Regions from separate parts of the Mus musculus genome. Here region 2 is linked to region 1. Evidence: chromatin contacts called from public HiChIP or PLAC-seq data. All regions are on one chromosome and are shown on one strand. The core of a region is the stretch at or near the end of the contact, and the rest is flanking DNA. Distances in the headings are between cores, read along the strand shown.

Evidence for each region. HiChIP or PLAC-seq counts read pairs in DNA pulled down with a chosen protein or histone mark.
Region 2: a contact with region 1 is called in an H3K27ac HiChIP or PLAC-seq map of embryonic stem cells, with 21 read pairs. The contact joins two enhancer-like sites. A contact is called at or near these places in 6 of 39 promoter capture datasets (the 3T3-L1 cell line, hippocampal neurons, liver and 1 more), 12 of 484 Hi-C or Micro-C datasets (LSK cells, Sertoli cells, Th17 cells and 7 more), 20 of 115 datasets of contacts at active chromatin or transcription factors (the HPC-7 cell line, bone marrow-derived macrophages, cardiomyocytes and 9 more) and 4 of 9 other capture datasets (adipose tissue, liver, macrophages and 1 more).

The regions. Positions count from the first base shown.
Region 1 is chr13:40,851,573-40,857,476 of GRCm38.p6, forward strand. No RefSeq gene overlaps it. Among named protein-coding and RNA genes, the nearest start is that of Mir5124a, 11 kb to the right of the region's middle. Within about 2 kb of position 3,204, at least 154 of the 459 cell types and tissues checked have an H3K27ac peak or open chromatin away from gene starts, as enhancers often do. A contact at or near this core is called in the HPC-7 cell line, bone marrow-derived macrophages, embryonic stem cells and 1 more, where this site is marked.
Region 2 is chr13:40,940,934-40,946,837 of GRCm38.p6, forward strand. The region is part of intron 1 of Gcnt2 (glucosaminyl (N-acetyl) transferase 2, I-branching enzyme); the gene reads left to right. Among named protein-coding and RNA genes, the nearest start is that of Gm31683, 26 kb to the left of the region's middle. Within about 2 kb of position 3,583, at least 34 of the 459 cell types and tissues checked have an H3K27ac peak or open chromatin away from gene starts, as enhancers often do. A contact at or near this core is called in the HPC-7 cell line, bone marrow-derived macrophages, embryonic stem cells and 1 more, where this site is marked.

The DNA of each region.
Region 1 (5,904 bases), core at 1,954-4,453:
CCTAGTTACTCTTCCCAGCCATTTTGATTAGCCAGCCAGTTTTACTACCCTTTACTCTCCTGATCTCCAGGTTCTCCCTCTGCCCTCCTTCGGTCTGATTCAGGGTCCTGCTCACTCTGGACTCTACCGGATGTCTCTGCCTCTGACTATGCTCCTCCTCATGTCTACAGAAAAAAAAAAAAAATCTTCTCCATACGCTGTGAGTGGTCCTTTTGATTTATTTTTATTTATTTCTTTTTTTATTTCTTTCTTTCTTTCTCCTCTTTCTTTCTTTCTTTCTTTCTTTCCTTCTTTCCTTCTTTCTTTCCTTTTTTTTTTTCCTTCCTCTCAGTCTGAAGTTATACAGGCCATACAGGTCATCTTAACTGGGAACTAAATATAAGGGCATAACCTAAAGTGTGAAGATTGGGTTTCAACAGAAATCCAGAAGGCCGCCTCTGAAAGAGGCAGGCCCTGCGTGGCAAAGGGGAAGGTTGTCCTGGGATGCCTATCCTCAGCCCCGTGCCTTTGAGGAGGGTGAGGTACTTAGACCTTTGTAACTTCCGGAACTGGGAGTCCCCCGGGATGAAGGTCACACCTGGGCATAGGTTGGGGAATCAGAACCTCTGGTGGCCACTCCCTGTAGCCACTGTTTTCTAGCCTCGGGTGTGACCGGAGGCGCACCGTTCTTTCCTCGTGCAGCTCGAGTTCCAGCTTTTATTGTTCCACTCATAAACAATGCAGTGAACGCCTTTGCCTCAGAAGAGGATTCCCGCAGAATGCCTCTGTGGACCACTTCCAGGCAACTCGATCCCTCTGGGAACCTGTTCTATGGAGATGAACTGGCTGGAAAAATACGGGGAGAAGGATATTGAAAGGACTCGGCTTCCTCGCCATTACCACTAATTCCCCACCACCACCCCCATGGCATCTAAGACCCAGGGGGCTTGGGCCCATTTGGGCTAAACTTATATTCTATATTTTCAGAACCGAGCGCAGTGATTGGTGGAGTGGGAGGCAGGAGTGGGGAATGAATGAGTGAATGAATCACACTTGACCATGGCACCTAAGATTTCTGTTTCTGAAGATGTTTTTAATGACTAGAATGCTTCAGGGAGAGAGGAATGAAGATCTTTGAGAGGCTGGAGGCCAGTTGTGGGAGGGAGGACCCTAACACATCTTTTAGCTCTCCAAACTCTAAGAGCATCTCATGTTGCAAACGGACTGTGACAATCTCTTCCTTATTCTTTCAGACAAGGGCAAAGTTACAGATTTTAAGAGGTAACTGTCACTCTCTGGATTTTAAAATGCACATCAATCTCTCTCTTCCAGAATATCTCCTGTGAAGCTCGAACTTCACTCAACCAATAACAGGCTAAAATGAAAAATGAACCCTTGAACCAAGGGGCTAGTGATATGGCTGAGTGGGTAAAAGGGCCTGTAGCCAAACCTGAGGACCTGAGTTCAACTCACCAGGACCTGTATGGTGGAAGGAAAAGCAGTTGTTCTCTGACCACCACACACATGCGCACGTGCACACACACACCATGAGAGTGTGCATGCCCACGTACACGTGTGCACACACACACAATTTTTTTTTTAAAGAAAGGAAGCAACCCAGGACCCTGTAGAGTTACAAGTGTGTGAGGACTTTCCTTGTTATTTTAAAGATCAAGTAAGCAAATTAACATGTCCTTCCTTCCTTCCTTCCTTTCTTCCTTTTTTCCTTCCTTTCTTTCTTTCCTTCTTTCTTTCTTTCTTTCTTTCTTTCTTTCTTTCTCTTTTTTTTTCTTTTCATTTACTTCGGAGAAAAACTCTCATTATGTAGCTCATAGCAGCCTCAGACACTTACTTAATCCTCCAGTGTCTGTCTCCCAAGGGCTGAGATGACCCCTGTGCCTTTGTTGAAACTTAGTCGACCCTCTTTCCTCAATTGATAACACCTTAGCCAAACAGAGAACAAAGCACCAACTGGCTCATTGCAGACTGGTCTGTAAGACACAGGGAGACTGGCGTTCCTGGGCTTGGCTACCCTGCAGCAGGATGGACCTTGTTTCTTTGACCTCTAATCTACAGGGAGGTGATACTCCTTGGCACTCTTCTTAATGCAGGCTCAACCTAATATAGAACTCTACCCACAGAAGCTGTGGTTTTTGTTTCCTTAACTTCAAAATCAGATTGTGAAATTGATCAGGAATAGACCCCATACTAATACCAGTGTCTAAGATATACCCAACATGTAAAAATATATCCACCCTTACAAAATACGTGTGATGGCTAGTCTTGGTTCTCAACTTGAAATATCTAGAACAGAGAAACCTCAGTTAAAGAACTGGGTGTCTCAGACTGGCTGGTGGGCATGTCTGGGAGCAGTTTCTTGATTGGTAATGATGTAGGACGATCCAAAATACTGTGGGTAGTACTATTCCTAGGCAAGTGGGCCTGAGCTGTACAGGAAATATTGCTAAACAGGAGCCCAGGAGCAAGGCACTAATGATTATTCCCCCATATTCTGTACGTCATTTCCGGTCTCCAGGTTCCTACTGGAGTTCCTGTCTCTTTTTTACTTCATGATGGACTGTAAACTAAGATGAAATAAACGCTCTCCTCCCCAAGTTGCTTTTTGATCATGACTTTTATAAACAACAACAGAAAACAAACTACAACAGCATCCAACCTAAAACTATAAATACACTCGAACCTGTTGATTTTCTGCAACAAAGCGGGGCTGTCAAAACTCCTGTGGTCTGGGGCTCACCTCCTCGCTAAGCACTTAGCCCACAAAGCCTGCGATGGCCGGACACATCAACACAGAAGGGCTCCGGATCTTTCAGCCCCAGCTCCAACCTTGTTCCACCTCAGTTACCTATCTTGTCTGAACTTGACAAGACCCGCTTCATTTCTCCTTCCCTACTGCCCTGTTTCCCGCCATTTTAAATTAAACCCTAGAACCTGATCATTTTCTACCCATCATTCTTCCCGGTGACTTCTCTTCAAGGTCTAAAATTAGCTTGGACACCACGGAGCAGCCATGAGCAGGGTGTGATAGCTGCCTTGCCGCCAGTCTTCCAGTAGCCCCAGGATCGAAAGGGAAAAAAAATTCCTTAAGACTCATGGGTGACTAGCTACGAAAGGAAACCCACATCCAGAGGCTGTTTAGGGGAGTCCTCACCAGACCGAGATAGAGGGGTTGGGAGGAACCTGTCTTCTCAAATTACACCCCGCGGGAGCTAAGAACAGGAGAACACGTGACTCTTAGAGGCTCCGAGCTTGGGAAGAGCCTCCTCCCTTCACCCAATCCAGGGAACTTTTTAACCAGGCTCCCTGGCTATTTTAAACCCCTGGTGCTTCAGGCTGTTTCCTGTGACTGCAAACATTCGGGAGAGTGAGACAGGGCTCCGAATTCAACAATAGTAAAAAATTAAAACTGTAAGGGTTTTTTTTTTTTTTTGGGGGGGGGGGGGGTTGGTGGTGGTAGGTTTTTTTTTGTTTTTTTTTTTTTTAAGGCAGGGGGATGGAGAGCAGGAAATGAACGCAGGAAGATGCCTGTGAACTTCATATTTAAAAAATGAGTTTGATGCAGGCTTTTACCAGGCATTCCTAGATTCAAAAAGTTCCACCAGCTTATTTGGTTTCTAATTTGGGCCCAGAGGTGATGTCATGATAAAATGAGTTGTGGGAAATCCACATTTCATGGTGGTACAGGTGAGACTGAAGTAGTCCCTTTTCACAGGCACTGGCGTAAATTCAGTCCTCAGGAGCGTTAACTTGATGTAACAGAAACTGGTTAAAGTCCTTCAGGGAGAGTATGCCCTAAGGTAGCAGCGATATGTTCCATTGACCTCTGAAACAAATACATGCTCTGAGAATTATTGAATAACCAGCAGATCTATCCTGGTTCCTGATTTTTTTTTTTTTTTTTAATCTGGTCACCTCCTGGATTTGGAACGCTGGGCATCAACTTTGAGCTAATGGCCAACCTGGGTTGAGCTTTCTCTTTCCCCCTTGGGTCGCTCATCGCCCTCCTATTGGGCAAACATAGAATTCAGGATATAGAATGGTTACCTCTGGGGCAGTGAAGAGGCTCCAGAAAGAAAGAGCCTTCAGAGATGGCAAAGAGCACTTGCTATGCTCACAGAGGACTAGGGTTCAGTTGCTTCCACCCACAGGGTAGTTCACAGCGATTTGTAACTCCAGTTTCAGGGAATCCAACAGCCTCTTGTGACGATCTCCAGCCCCAGGAGTGCTCATGGTACACATACATAAATGCGGGTAAGATACTTCTGCACACTAAGTAGAAATAAATCATATATAATAATGCTCATTTTTTTATTATTTATGGGTGGTGTGTGTATTGTGTGTGTGTGTACACATGTATATTGTATGTACTTCTATGTGTATATGGAGGTCAAAGGACAATCTATGGGTAACTTCTCTCCTTCTCTCATGTGGGTCCCAGGAACGGAACTCAGGTGTTGTTGACACATGCCTTTCCTGTTGAGCCATCTTCTCCCCAGACCCATACTTATTCTTCTTAAAACGACTAGTGTTACCCAAAACAATACTGTAAATAACCACAGGCATTTCTAGAAGGATCCTTGTGGCATTTCAGGTGAGGCACAAGGTTCTACTGATTTTTTTTTTTTTTTTTTTTGGTTTTTCGAGACAGGGTTTCTCTGTGTAGCCCTGGCTGTCCTGGAACTCACTCTGTAGACCAGGCTGGCCTCGAACTCAGAAATCTGCCTGTGTCTGCCTCCCAAGTGCTAGGATTAAAGGCGTGCACCACCATGCCCGGCTCTACTGATGTTTTTGACAAAATATCAATCTTTGGATTTACCAATGAAGCTCGGGAGCCTGATGCTGGGGTGAACACCTGCCAGCTCAGAGAGGCGGAGACCAAACCCAGCTGACTTTCCTCCTCAACCAATGCCCCAGAAGCCATGCTCTATCTCACGCTGTCTCAAAAAAGTCAGGGTGTCCCTCTCTCCTACTTCCTGTTTGTCTCTCTATCCATCCTCCTGACTTTCCCTTACTCTCTACGGTTTTTTTCTCAGTAATCTTATGTTCACTTCCTCTCAATTGCTCTGCCTCTATGACTGACTTTATTTAATCCTGTTTACAGTATTCAAGAGAGAGCTCTTAGACTAAAGGTGTGTGCTAAGGTTGAGCCACGGCCCAACCCAAACTAGGTTGTTGGACTTTTTGTTTGTTTGTTTGTTTTTTCCAGTAAATAACTCTATCTCCAGATTCACCGGGTGACCAAGTATCCTACAACTCTCTAGCTGCAACCAAGCACCAGCTATCACCTCTATGCTTTGTAACCAAAGCCAGGGAGCTGCAAAGTCTAGAAACGGTGAGGGAATTACTGCTGCCCTTGATCCTGGAGTGTCTGTGAGGGGTTGAATGAGGCTAAGATTGAAGTGAGGGCCAAGTACAAAGCTGACGTCATCATCTAGATAACCTAGGAGACAAGACCGTGGGAATGGTTATACCAGTTCAGGCAAGCATAATTAGGCGTTGACATCTGCATTTATTCTCCCCCGCACCCCCGCAGTCAAGTTCATTTGAGGTGTACAAGGTCTACCTGGAGGGATTCGAAAAATTAGTACAAATTAGAGAAATTGTTTTCCTCTGGGGGGGGGGGGGAGATCCTCTATCCATGACCACCCCTACCCACCCCCCGCCCCCGCCCCCGCCAGTATTTAGGAAGTGATGTACTTCACTGCACTCTGGAATGGACAACTTAAGGAAAGCCCACAGCATTTCTGAATGGAGCTATTTGTGTTGGAGTCAAGCAGACAAAACTATCTACAGCTAAATCACTCAGCACCACCAGTTCCCGCAGCAACTAGGATTTGCCCATGGGCCATCTGTGGAGATCATTCCCGAGGCCTTTGAGGCGTTGCTTCGGGGAATTAAACCTTC
Region 2 (5,904 bases), core at 2,333-4,832, 90 kb after region 1:
AAAGAAAATTTAGCTTTAAATGTATATTGATCTTACTCTTCCCTTCCCGCAAGTCTTTCCAGGTCCCTTCGCCTCCTACCTACCGAACTTTACATTCTTTCTCAAAAACAAACAAAAACCCAATACAAGAGAACCAAGAAAACAAAATAAAACCCCTCCCCTCAAACAAAAACAAAACCCCACGAAACTGTAACCAAATAAAAACACACTCTATTCCCTTACTCTATACCTAACCTCTGTAGTTCTGTGGATTGTAGCTTAGTTATCATTGACTTAACAGCTAATATCCATATCTAAATCTAAGTGACTACATAACCAGATTTCTCTCTGGGTCTGGAATATCTCACTCAGGATTATTTTATCTAGTTTCATAATCCATTTGCCTGGATGGTGTCTTTTTTCTTTTTCTTTTTTTTTACTCCATTGTATAAATGTACCACATTTACTTTGTTCGATCTTCTCTTGAGGGATATCAAGGTTGTTTCCAATTTCAGTTTCTTATGAGTAGAGGTTGTTTCTAATCTCAGACTATTATCAGTAGAGCAGCAGTGAGCGTGGCTGAGCAAGTGTCTCTGTGGTAGGATGAAGCATCCTTTGGATATATGCCCAAGGGTGGTAGAGCTGAACCTTGAGGTATTCCCAACTTCCTGAGGAACCACCACACCCGCTTTCCATCATGGCTGTAGCAATTTTCTCTCCCACTAGCAAGATATGAGCATTTCTCTTACTGAACACCCTCAGCACCATGCGCTGTCACTTGTGGCTTTGATCTTAGCCATTCTAAGGGGTCTAAGATGAAATCTCAGCGTTATCTTGATTTGCATTTCCCTGATGGCTTAGGGTGAGCATTTAAGTGTTTCTCAGCCATTTTGAGTTCTCTCTTTTGAGAATTCTCTGTTTGGATCTGTACCTCATTTTTAAACTAAGTTATTTATTTATTGATATTTAGTTTATATGTTTTGGATATTGGCCCTCTATTGGATGTGTAGCTGGTCAAAATCTTTGCCCCATTCTGTAGGCTGTTGCTTTGTTGGAATAACAGTGTTTTTTGCTGTGCAGAAACTTTTCAATCTCATGAGGTCCCATTGTTAATTGTTGATCTAAGGGCCTGTCCTAATGGTGTTCTGTTCAGAAACTTTTCCTGTGCCAGTGAGTTCAAGGCTATTCTCCACTTTCTCTTCTATCAGGTTCACTGTATCTGGTTTTATATTGAGGTCTTTGATCCATTTGGAGTTGAGTTGTATGCAGGGTGATAATATGGGTCTATTTGGATTCTTCTACATGCAGACATCCAGTTTGACTAGTACAATTTGTTTTAGATGCTGTCTTATTTCCTGTGTGTACTTCTGGCCTCTTTATCAAAAATCAGGCTCCAAAGGTGTGCAGATTTATATCCGGGTCTTCAATTTGATTCCATTGACGAATGTGTCTGCTTTTGTGCCAATTCAATGCTGTTTTTATTACTATAGCTTGGTGGTACAACTTGAAATCAGGGATAGTGATATCTCCAGGAGTTCTTTTATTACTCAGGACTGTTTCAGCAAGTGTGTGTGTGTGTGTGTGTGTGTGTGTTTCTACATGAAGCTGGAAATTCAAGATCTATGAAAAAGTGTGTTGGAATTTCAATGGTGATTACATTGAATCTGTATAGACTGCATCTGTACAAATGAATGGCCATTTTTACTATGTTAATCCATGAGTATGAGAGCTCTTTGTATCTTCTTTTATCTTCCAATTTCTGTCTTCAGTGACTTGAAGTTTTTAGCATACAAGTCTTTCGCTTGCTTGGTTAAAGTTACCCCAAGATACATTATTCTTTGAGGCTATTGTGAAAGGTGTTTCTCTGATTTTTTTCTCTGTCTGTCTTTCGTTTGTATATAGGAGCTACTGATTTTTTTGTTTGTTTGTTTGTTTTTGTTTTTTCGAGACAGGGTTTCTCTGTGTAGCCCTGGCTGTCCTGGAACTCACTCTGTAGACCAGGCCTGCCTCTGCCTCCTGAGTGCTGGGATTAAAGGCGTGTGCCACCACGCCCGGCTTGGAGCTACTGATTTCTGTGTGTTAATTTTGTACTCAGCTACTTTATCAGCTGTAGGAATTTCCCAGTGGAATTTTTCAGGAACATTTACGTGCAATTTCATATCATCTCCAAATAAAGATACTTCGGCTATTACCTTTCAATTTGTACCACCTGATCTCCTTCAGTTGTCTTATTGCTCTAGCTAAGAATTCAAGTATTGTATTGAGTAGGTGTGGCTAGAGTGAACAACCTTGTCTTGTTCCTGATTTTAGTGGAATTGCTTTGAGTTTCTCTCCATTTAAATTGATGCTGGCAATGGGCTTCCTGTAAAGTGCCTTTATTATGCTGAGGTATGTTCCTTGTGTCTCTAGTCTTTCCAGGACTTTTAAAATGAAGGGGTGTTGGGATTTTGTCAAGGGCCTTTCCTGCATCTCATGAGGTAACCTAATGATGGTTCTTTCAGCTTGTGTATATGGTGGATTATATTTATCAATTGATTATTTGTAGGCATTAGGTTTTATAGTATATGTGTAATTTTCACTTTGATCTGTTTATACTTTTATGAATTATTTTAGTCCACCCTTATTATCGGGGTCCTGTGTTTCACAAGCCATGGGATTATCACTTTAAGAGGGAAAAAGTAGACTCACAGAGCCGACATGAACCTGGGGATAGTTCATCTCAGGGAAGCTGAGAAATAAACAGCGGCTGCTTTGAACTTTACCTTTAAAAATCCCTGAAAGTTGAAAAATAAAGCTTCTAAGATTTGATAAAATAAAATAAAATAAACTTGTTACTGAGGCTCAATACTTGATGCTGTGAAGCACTGGATAAATTGGAAGACAGACACAGCTGGGTGTCTGTCTGTCCTATGAAATCAGGAAAAGAGGACCATGAAGAACTAGGAGTCATCCAGAAGTGGGAAATGCCTGTAATCCCAGCACTCAGGTGGCTGGCACGGGAAGGTCCTTTAAATTTTGAAGATAGATTGGGTTTCATGGTGAGGTTTGGATCAACCTATAGGGTACAGAGTCTAAACCCATCTCCCCACCCTCACCCCCAAATCAACCAAGCAATCAGTCAATTGGTCCAAGGTGGAACCTTCTTTGAATCTCAGCACCGGGGTGGCAGAAACCGGACGATACTGGTCTCACAGGCCAGGCAGCCTAGTGTACCGGGTGAACTCCAGGCCTATAGGAGAGCTTATCTGAAAGGAAGTGGTGATATTCTTGAGGGTGGCACATCAGGATTTCCTCTGGCTGCCACAGGCTCACATGCACACAAATAAATAATTTAAAATAGCAGTGGCTGAGTGAAAAGGAGAAAGGAAAAGGGAAGGAACATGACCGTTCCTGGGTAGGGTGGAAGAGAAAGTTTATTATACATATGTGGAAGAGTATATATAGCCAGAGGCAGGGACCTCTGGGAGAGAACAGAGTGGACTTGACCCTGATGAGCTGGGCCCTGGAGGGAGAGAGAAACCAGATGCAGCAGCCAGGAGGCCCAAAGGTACTGGAGTGGGGTAACCAAATTACAGCCTGGGCTGAAGAATTTAGGGTGGGGGCTGGGATGTGCTAGCAGGAGGGCCCTGTAACCGGTACCGACCAAGGGATGCTGGGAGAGCCTGGCTCTGTGTCTGCTTTGATATGTTAAGTAGGCACCTCAGCCTTTTGTGCCAAGTTTAAAACCTAACAGTGGATGATCCTGATCCAGATGCCCGAGAGGGAGCTCCTGGCAATGTTTGCAACAGAGTCTCTGGGTGTACAGAGCCAAGGCATCCTGGAAGCCACAAACCCACAAACCTGCTGCTTCGTCCTCTTCAGTGCCACGCTACATGGCGGGTAGATACTGGGGTGGGCATTTGGATTTTAGAGCTCTGCAGTTGCTTATTTGTGTGCGTTAGAAGCAAGATGCAGAGATTCAAACCTAAAAGAAAGGGGCTGCAGAATCGAGAGCGTGCCAGATCCCCCGGCCCCCCTCAGGTGTCTACATCCCGTGTGCACATACCCCCCACACACACATAATTAAAAATAACAAGAATAAAATTTAAAACCCTGAAAAATAGATCTTCCTGGCTTGTCATTTGGTCCTCACCAACTGCAGCTGCTACCTGCTTTTGAAAATCGGGTGTTTGTTGGGATGAAAAAAAAACAAATGAACAAAAAAGCCTCCCCCACCTACTTAGTGTCTGGAAAAGTTAAGATTCTGTGGGTTCTCCTGACAAGCTTCGGCAGAGCTCTGGGGGCTTGGAAGGTCACTGGTGTGGCCTGACTTCATGGTTCTTTCAAAGACTCCCCTATCCCTGCCCCCACCCCCACCCCCACTACCAAAACTGCTGCTTCTGGTAACCTATGTGATTTTTGTTTGTTTTTGAGATAAGGCCTTGAAATCCCATCTCAAAACACAAGGTGGGTGGTGCCCAGGGAACCACACCCGAGGTTGCCTTTACACAGACACACATACACACACTCACACCATACACATACACTCACACACATGTGCACACATCCACACGTGCACATAATTTTTACCACACACACACACCCCACACATATATAGTCTAGCTTAGCACTGGATTCACTTTCTACCACTGGCGAAAGACTGTGTGTGTGTGTGTGGGGGGGGTGTCCATCCCATTCTAGATAGTTCTAAGCACCAAGAACACCCATGTATGCATTTTCTACAAGCAGCTACGCTAGAGTGTAGGAAACGTGCAAGAAAGAATTTAGATAGGTTTTATTTTCAGTTTTTCTCTTGAAAGAAAATCAACAAGCTAGGCTAAGCTGGAGCTCAAGTGGTAGATGGCCATTCAGCGCGCACAAAGCCTTGGGTCCATTCCATTGCAAACTCCTGCCCCACCCCTCCCACAAACACACTCCGGATTTACTGGCATCAATTTTCTGGGTTCTAGTTTATTCAGTTTGGCAACAAAATGGGGTGGGGGTGGGGGTTGCCTATATTAGGTTCTAAACCACCTAGGTTCTAAAACTGGGGGCGGGGGGGGGGGTCCTTCTCTGTTCCATCCTTGCCTTCTTACAGCCGGAGAGGAGTCCATTTGTTGGCCATGATCAGAGATAAACCATGACTGAAAAGCTGGAGAACACACCCATAGTAAACAAAATAGGGCCTTATGGAGCCGAGCGCAAACTGGTCAGATTTATAATCCAGGTTACTTATAAAATGTGGTTATAATCCACATTTTCCTGTTATTAGCGCACAGCCTGTTTATTATTAAAGATCTACAGCACATGAATTTTCTATGTTTTTCTTTTAAGTTAGTAGCATAATAACAGGCCCAACTACTCAATAATTCAGGTATATATCAATAAACTTTGTTATTAAGCTGTCTTTGACATCACAGAAATTTCCCACAATAAGGCAAACTGTTATTTCCTTGAGTAACGGTTTTAGTAAGATTTATTTTTATTTTATGCACATTAGTGTTTTGCCTGCCTTTATGTCTGTTGTAGGAGAGTGCCAGATCCTTGCCTCACATTTTATATGCAAGAGTGTGTGCATGGATTATCAACATTATACAACTCGTTATTCTGGGTGTGTGGGTTGCTTTGTTTGTTTGGTTTGGTTTTTTTGTTTGTTTGTTTGTTTGGTTGGTTGGTTGGTTGATTTTGTTTTTTCTGTTTTATATAGTGAAGAGCAATATGGAGCCTCATGTGACCTTTGGCAGTATTTGTGGAGATGTTTAACACACAGGGATTGGAGGATAACTCCTGGACAGTGCCCAGGGCTGTTGCTCAATTTCCTACAGTGTACAAGACAAGCCACAACAGAGAATCAGAGTTGCTGTGGTTTGAGAAGACTGTAGAGCCCGTAGGAGATGGAGACTTGACAGAGGAGGTACCTCCTCCTGGGGGTAGGCATTGAAGTTT